2 separate regions of the Arachis hypogaea genome follow, and region 1 is linked to region 2. A link is a contact called in public Hi-C data. All regions are on one chromosome and are shown on one strand. The core of a region is the stretch at or near the end of the contact, and the rest is flanking DNA. Distances in the headings are between cores, read along the strand shown.

Region 1 (4,570 bases), core at 986-3,485, 35 kb before region 2:
TAATTTTGTAGTTAAATTTTTTTTGTATTAAAAATGTTAAAGTTAATGGAATAATCCTCTCTAAAAACATGTGGTCGAAAATCTAATTAGGTCTTTAATTATGCATATCTTCAATTTATAGATAAATATTTCATTAACTCTAATATTTGTACACTGGTAAAGACCTAATTACAAAATTAAAAATGATATAAAAATTCAATTAAAAATTTTAAAAGTATAAAAATTTAATTATAAATTTGATAAAATTATAAAAATCGATAGATTAATTAAACCTAATTATTTGGATCTCATTAGAGAAATTGAAATAGATAAGATTTGTAAAAAAAATTTCTTCTCATACATGTGATTGCAAATCATTTATTTATAAAATATTAGTTAAACATACTATTATTAAGATATAATGTAAATAAACAGAAAGAAAAAAAAATCAAGAAAAAATATGCAAATGTGAATAAATGTTAAAATTTGTATGCTTAAATATAAAACAAAATACGATACTCGGACAAAATACAAAAATTATGATTTTAAAACGAATGACTAATGAAAACATGTTTAAATATCATCAAAAAATTATTTGTTACTTGACACCATATAAGTTATAATAGTCAAACAAATATTTATATCATATACCAAATACGGCCAAAAAGAAAATTAAAAAATCAACATTCCACTCATAGGTGCTACAATAATTATAATTGCCATATAAAATTTTATTATTCAATAAACTTTAAAAAAATTTTTATATTAGATAAGTCTTTTGAAAAATAATATCAACTAAATAACTTTTAAATTTAGTTTATTATAATGCTAATTATTCTAATATTTAAAATCTTTTATTTAAATTCGAGTGTCTACATTGTAAATAATAATTCTAACATTATTGGCTGCCATCATAAAATCTCTTAGTTCAATTATTTTCATATATTCAATATAATAACAAAAATTAATCAAAACTTAAAAGTTATTATGCTTGAATTTTTTGTAGATTTTAATATTAAAATATTTTCCTGAGTATAACTTTTAGCAAAACATGTCAAAATATTATTGCCTTTAATTCTTGAAAACATATATATATATAATAACAAATTCAAATATATTGTTGTAAAATACAATTTCAAATCAGAATAAAGAATAAATAGATCGTTGATAATTTTTTGTAGAATTAGAACAAATTTTACTTTTTATAACCAAAAATAAAATATTCATAGATTTCTAATATTTGGTAAATTAAAACTTAATTCTATATGAAAATAGTAGTCAACAATAGATTTCTATTTATTGTTGTTGAAATAAACACTAAAAAAAAATCAATAAAACAGGAGTTCAATAAGTTTGGAAATAAATCATTTAATGTGAAGAAGTGTATATTAGAGAAACAAGAATTTACTTAGATAATTGGACTTTAATGATAGCAAAGATCATGCCTCTCCAGTCTCCACGTCTCAATGTTTTGGTACAGTGAAATATTTTTAAAAAAATGAAAAAATATGGAGAAAGAAATTTGTTATATAACCCAAAAGATAGATTCAAAAGCAATAGAATTTTTTTTAAAATATTTCCATTACTTTAGATTTTTATTGTCCTTTTTTTCTTTTTATTTGGCTTAATTTATAGCAATACTAGGTATAAAAACTTTATTCACGTAAATATATAGTATAATTGAGAGTCACTGCTAAGTTTGTACTTTATTTTTTTGGTCTGAAAAAACTTTTTTTTATGGTATTTCATAACTCAGTAGATTATGGATTAATTTATAGTTCAAAATTTTATTTAAAGATTTGTTATTAGTCAATAAATTATTACATATATAAAATAAAATTTAAATACTTGACATTTATTTAAATGAACTAATGAATTAACTACTAAGTTGATTGTTCTAAAAAATTTATTATCACGTAGTAATATAAATATTCAGAATAAAATCTTGTTTTCATTAAATTACTTCTTTTTTCATACCCAATGTGAATTTTATTTACACTTCATCAAAGACTACAAAAACAAAAAGTACACAACACTAATTGGGCATAAGCACAAAAATACAAGGCCCACCAATCCAAAAGAAAAATCGGAGCCTAATCACTTCACTCCCATTGAGCTAATATTGGCTCACTTCCTAGTTCCTAGTTAACAAAGCTGACAAGGAAAGCTTACCAGCTGCTTTATTCCCTTCAGGGACACGTGTTGTAATAGCATTCTACATAGAAGAATTTCTGTACATCTTTACAAACTTACATGTGTACTGTAGTGCGCACCTTCTTAAATATATCTCTATGTATCATTGTCACTTGTGCAGCCATAACATGATGGTTCTATATGTGTTTTTTTTTTTGACACGGTATTTTTATATCTTCACAAATGAAGGATTAATTTATCGTAAATTTAAATTTTATTTAAAAATTTATTATTAGTTAATAAATTATTATATGTATAAAATAAAATTTAAATTTTTAATATTTATTTAAAATAAATAAATAAATTTATCACCGACCAATTTAAATTAATTAGTTGTATATGTGTAAATGTTTTTTACTACGCAGTAAACTTTTCTTATTCATATTAACCTTGTAACTTGTTTGTCCAAAATAAGTAAAAACAAATTAATTATTGATTTTCTTTCTTTTATACATAAGATCTACATTTTCAATGTTAGAATTTTTTATTAAATAAATAAAATAAATTTTTTAATGATTGAAATAAATAATTTTGAGAGTTTTTATTAATTTTCGTAACATGACTTATCTTGTTTACTGTGTAAACAAAATACGTATTGCCGTATTTCGTTTATACTGTAAACAAGATAAGGCACAAACTAAAATCTATATACCACGTGTGCATATGTGATATGACACAAACCTTACCTCGTTTACAATATTAACGAAATACGATTATACTTATTTCGTTTACACTATAAACGAGATAAGGTTGGGGTGCGCCTGTAAAAAAACTTGTTCACAGCGCCTCCTGACCCACTTTCCATCCCTATTAATCTTCATTTCTCCCTTTCTCGAATGTTTTCTTGATATTTTTGAATTGCCCGAATGTTATGGCGCGCACCTACGCATGAGATCCCGATATCAACTGCTTGAATGATAGTTGACACATTGCGAGAGTGATCGACTTCGAAGTTAGTGTTATTTTTATCTTTTGATTAAAATTTTAAATTTTTAATTTTATTCGTGTAATGACAGATTCAGTTCTCATTTAAATTTTGCTGCATGATACTCTTATTTTTTTAAATTTTTATTTATAAATATTAAAGTTTAAAATTAATACAACAGATGATATAAAATAGTTGTATAAGTAGAAAAAAGTGTTGCTAAAATTTAAGGTTGCATTTGAAAGAGAAATTAAGACAAAAAGATAAAGACTGAGGATGAGAAATTGAAAAATAAAAACTAAATTAAGTTTTTATATTGTACTTGGTATTAAGTGTATTATCTCTTAATTTTTAAAACAACTTTACCTCTTTCACTCCCGAATTTTTCATAATGCCCCCACCCCCACTTCTTAATACACTCTCTCGCTTTAGTCCACCTCTTCCCGATCTTGTTTTCTTTCGAATTTTTAATTCCAATCTCTTTTTTTTCATATATAATTTTTTAATTTTTATATAATTCTCATTCTAGTACTAAAAAAATAGAATTTTCAAGTGAAGGTTGTTCTCCAAAAAAGTACTCGAAAAAAGAGAAATATGAGAAAACAATCAATTTACAGCTACAAACCTACAAGAACTCTCTGATCATGTTCATGAACAAGTTGATTTCAATTTGAATAGCCAAATCCAATCAATGAATGCATCGGATATCCTGAAAGAAACTGTGAAGATCCTCAAATTCAATTTTTAGAGTTTCATGACAATTACTGTTGTTTTAATTTGCTTTGTTTTTACTGTTATATTTTCAAATTTTTAAACGTGTAGTGAGACTCACTCAGATTTGACACCGTTTCTGGAGCGCAAGAAGTTGCTGAACTGAAAAGAAAGGCATGATTTAAGAGGTATACTTTAAAAAAAAATGAGAGAATTTTTGAAAATAAATCTTATTAAAATTTTAGTTTTTGATATGATCGTTACACGTCGGTTACAAGGTTATAACTCGGCCTTCATGATCATAACTCGTCCACAAATGTTACTGACTTTCAATTGAATGCCGATCAATAACGACAGGTATGACGTTACTCTTCAATCCGAATATAATTACTCGAAATCATAACGGTCGATCCGAACCTCTTAATAAAAGGGGAATAGTAAGAAATTCAGATCCAGATTACATTCTAAGAAAAAGAACTTATTATACATTACACTTACTTGAGCGTCGGAGTGCCTTTTGCAGATACCAACCTCCCGCTTCTTCGTGGAGCCGACATATGCCCTCTCGCTGGAAAAGTTCTTTGATACTTGACAGAAGGCGGGCTATACCTCGGCTAGAAGTCAGGCAAGAACATTTGGCACCCACTGTGGGGCCGAAAATATAAAACTCTTCTCATCCTTCTTCTCGGCCTCAAAAACCTCTTTTTCAGTCCATGGCTGATCAACCTCCACCAACACCTTCCGAACTTTTGCGGATGGTAA
Region 2 (3,945 bases), core at 852-3,351:
AAACAGTTTTTATTTTTAAAAAAATTAATTTTTTTATTTTTTGAAAATACTAAAAAAATTAAAATTTTATATTACAAAATAAAAATTTTAAATTCAGTCTTTAATTTTAAATATAATATTAAATTTTAATTTCTTAATCTCAATTGAATACCTGCTTTCAAACACTACCTAAAAGAAAAGCAGTGGCCGAATAAATGGTGTCAGCGGAGCTAGCGTAAATTAAAGCATTGGTGAATGTGAATATAATTTGGTGAAAGCTATTAGGTTTGAAACATTGGTAGAACGTAGATTGGATTTGGATCTGAATGAAGTATTGTAATATTATTACTGGATACACAGACATCATAGCATTGCTTAATATATTAAAGAAAGGCCAACAATATGATTGAACATATTTATTTATTAAATGCTTATAAAAAAATGGAGACAAAGTTGTTGGGGTGAGAAATGGTCGTGTCCAAAATGATTGAGCACGTTAGCACTACCAAATAGCTAGTAGCAACAGTTCCTATCTAAGACCATGCATGTCATAATCATATGAAATTCAATTTTGATTAATATCCCCATATATATATATATACACTAATATAATTAGATATACACTAAAATCATGGGCAGAGCTACACGGAGAGAAAGCGAAGCATCGCCTTAATTTTAATTTTTTATATGTAAATTATAGATAATTTTTAGTTTAATTTTTTTAAAATTTTATTTTAATATTATTTTATTATATAAATATTTTTAGTTTCTTTTAATATTTTATCTAATTTCATCCTCAACTAAAATCATTAGATATATAAATTTTTTAAAAAAAAATAAAAATAAAATAACACGTTCTCTTAAATAAGTATCTAATTATGAGCCTTTATTATTTTACCTCTTCTAATAGTATTTATATTTTATAAATATTTAGGAAAATTAATCACACCTAAAATAATACTAGCTATTCAATTTAGAGAGAGAGTTTTTATAAGGCTTTAATTTATCTGAAATTGATCTGAAATTTTGATCAATTTAGTGTGATACTTGTTAAGTTGTCACTCCTTTAATTACTGCGCATTGCATCACTTTATTTAGCAAAATCCCGATTACGTTTAACGCCCCTTTGATAGCTCTCAATAATGAAAATAATAAATAAAATGATTATAATATATGGCAGCATCTTTTTTATTTTTTTTTGGTCAGGCATGGCAGCATTAACAAGTGTGCTGTCCCAGCTATGCATGATCTAGAGATTCAACGTATCCAATAAACAAATTAATTGAATAAAACTGGTTCATATGGCCACATTCACTTACGAACAAAAAAATGTATCATACGCTCGTCATATTATTTTTTTATTTTTACTTTTACAATTTGACATCGATCTCAGTACTCGTATTAGATTTTGCCCATGAAAGTTGAAAGCATGTGTTAAAGTTTTTAAATAGGGTTTCACTCTAAAGACTATTATACCCTCGCAAATGAAACTACTATTATAGAGTTCTTATTACTATTTAATTCTAAAGTCTTATTAACATAATAACATGTGTCTTAAAAAATATTTTAAGGATATTACAAAAAATATTTTATAAAAATAATTAAGAAAATAAATTTTTTATATTTCAATGAATTAAATACATAAAAAAACTTAAAAGTTTTTTAGTATATTTTTAAAATATTTATTTAAAATACAAAATAGCTAAATCATTTGTTTGATCATAATTAAACAAACGTGAAGATTAATGAGCTTTCATTCTCGTACGGAACAACCGAACAAGACATAAAACTTTGCAAAAGCGAAAAAAAAAAAAAAGCAGCATAGAAGGCATCCTAGAGAAGGGGTAAAAACTAAAAGGAAAAGTCGTTCTATTGAAAACAAAATTAAATGATTACAGTTACACCAATAATTACAATAGAAACTTTCCTATTTTTCTTTCTTTACTAATGGATATAATTTCTGATTCTGATATATAATCCAATGGTCTTAATTTCGTAGACGTGACTTATATCAACTAGCATGCTTTACAACTGTAACCAAAAAGAAAATCAACTTTTCTTTCTGTCCTTTTCTCTCTTAACATTCATTATGAATTAAGAAGTAAGGTTGAGGACAAAGTTGGAATATCATTAAAAATCCCAATGCTTCAGAAATTATGAAAATTTAATTAGACATAAAGGAAAACATGATTAATGCACAGAAAAACCAAACCAACCTGCTTTTCTGACTCTTCTTCTAGTTCTATATCTCTATCTCTTCCTCCACCTTTTTCCTTGAAAGAAACCAAACAAAACAAAACAAAACAAAAACACATCATTCTTTTCCTCGTTACTAATCTGTGTAGCTAAGAAAGAAGGAACACAAGGAAGAAGAGAGAGAGAGAGAGACACACACACAAAAACAAGGGACCAAAGCAAGAAAGAAAGAAAGAAAGGGAGTTTAAAGAAAGAAATGGGAAGTACAATCCCATTATTCAAAGAACAATCCTTGTTTGTAATCACCAAGAAGCTTCTTCCATGGACACTCTATGCTTTGCTTCCATTAGCTCTACTTCGCTTGTACTTCTACCCTTTACCCCTTCCTCCTTCCCCAGAAACTGAACTTCCCCATTCATCAACCCCCATCACCATAGCTACCCACTCTTCTCTTTCTTCTTCAACCCCTCCTCCTCTTTCTTCACCTTCATCAACTTCAGGTACATACACCTGTATGCAAAATTTCATCTTTCCTTAAATTATGCTATTTCTAGTTAATTTTTGTCCGGGTTTAATTTTCAAATGTGATTGTACGAGTTTAAGAAAGATATTTAGTTCAAAGTACCCAGTAGAGTCATTGGTTTAAGGTTTTGGGTCAAGAAGTCGTTCCTCCAAAGAGTACTTTTCTTTGTTCTTAGATTCTAGTAATTTTGGCATCTTGGTATATGTAAAGTTTTGTTCTTGATTGCAGAAAAGGAAAAAGGTGGTGATGATGAAACATCATGCGACTACTTCAATGGAGAATGGGTCCGTGATTTGAGAGGCCCTTTGTACAATGGAAGCACATGCAGCACCATTAAAGAAGGCCAGAATTGCATCAAACATGGAAGACCTGACTCAGGGTACCTTCATTGGAGATGGAAGCCAAGCCAATGCAATCTTCCAAGGTTTGATCCTAATGCTTTTCTCCAACTTGTTAGAAACAAGCACATAGCTTTTGTTGGTGATTCAATGGCTAGGAACCAGTTAGAGTCCCTTCTTTGCATGTTATCTACTGTTTCGGAACCTAACCTTGTATACCGCAATGGAGAGGATAATAAATTCCGGAAATGGCATTTTGTTTCCCACAATGCAAGTGTGTCTGTGTATTGGTCACCTTTTCTTGTTCATGGTGTTGAGAAATCTAGTTCAGGGCCTAATCATAATGTGTTGCATTTGGACCGTGTTGATGAGAGGTGGGGTAAGGATATGGACCGAATCGACTTGATGGTGCTTTCGATCGGTCATTGGTTCTTGCATCCAGCTGTTTATTACGAGGGCGATTCAGTTCTCGGATGCCATTATTGTCCCGGTCTTAATCACACTGAAATTGGGTTCTATGATGTATTGAGGAAGGCTTTGAGGACTACACTTAGTAGCATAATTGAGAGGAGAGGTGGTGGTAGGGAAAATAATAATGGGATTGATGTGATTGTGACAACTTTTTCGCCGGCACATTTCGAGGGTGAGTGGGATAAGGCCGGGGCTTGTCCGAAGACTAAGCCATTTAGGAACAGGGAGAAAGAGCTTGAAGGGATGGATGCCGATGTGAGGAAGATTGAGATTGAAGAAGTGGAAGATGCTAAGGAAAGAGGGAAAGAGTTTGGAGGATTTAGGTTGGAGGCATTGGATGTGACAAGATTAGCATTGTTGAGACCTGATGGACACCCTGGTCCTTACATGTACCCTTTTCCATTTGCTAATGGGGTTCAAGAGCGAGTTCAAAATGAT

What was found. A called contact is a pair of places that touch in the nucleus more often than the background predicts.
Region 1: a Hi-C map of an unstated tissue shows a contact between it and region 2, with 2.1 times the contacts expected there. The contact joins the enhancer-like site here to the promoter of LOC112750054 in region 2. A contact is called at or near these places in 2 of 8 Hi-C or Micro-C datasets (leaf and an unstated tissue).

Annotation. Positions count from the first base shown.
Region 1 is chr15:27,505,641-27,510,210 of arahy.Tifrunner.gnm2.J5K5, reverse strand. No RefSeq gene overlaps it. Among protein-coding and RNA genes, the nearest start is that of LOC112750054, 35 kb to the right of the region's middle. Within about 2 kb of position 2,235, at least 2 of the 3 cell types and tissues checked have open chromatin away from gene starts, as enhancers often do.
Region 2 is chr15:27,470,774-27,474,718 of arahy.Tifrunner.gnm2.J5K5, reverse strand. LOC112750054 (xyloglucan O-acetyltransferase 1) reads left to right here and starts at 2,101. Exons shown (of 2, transcript XM_025798570.3): 1 at 2,101-2,675; 2 at 2,927-3,945. The coding sequence starts at 2,432.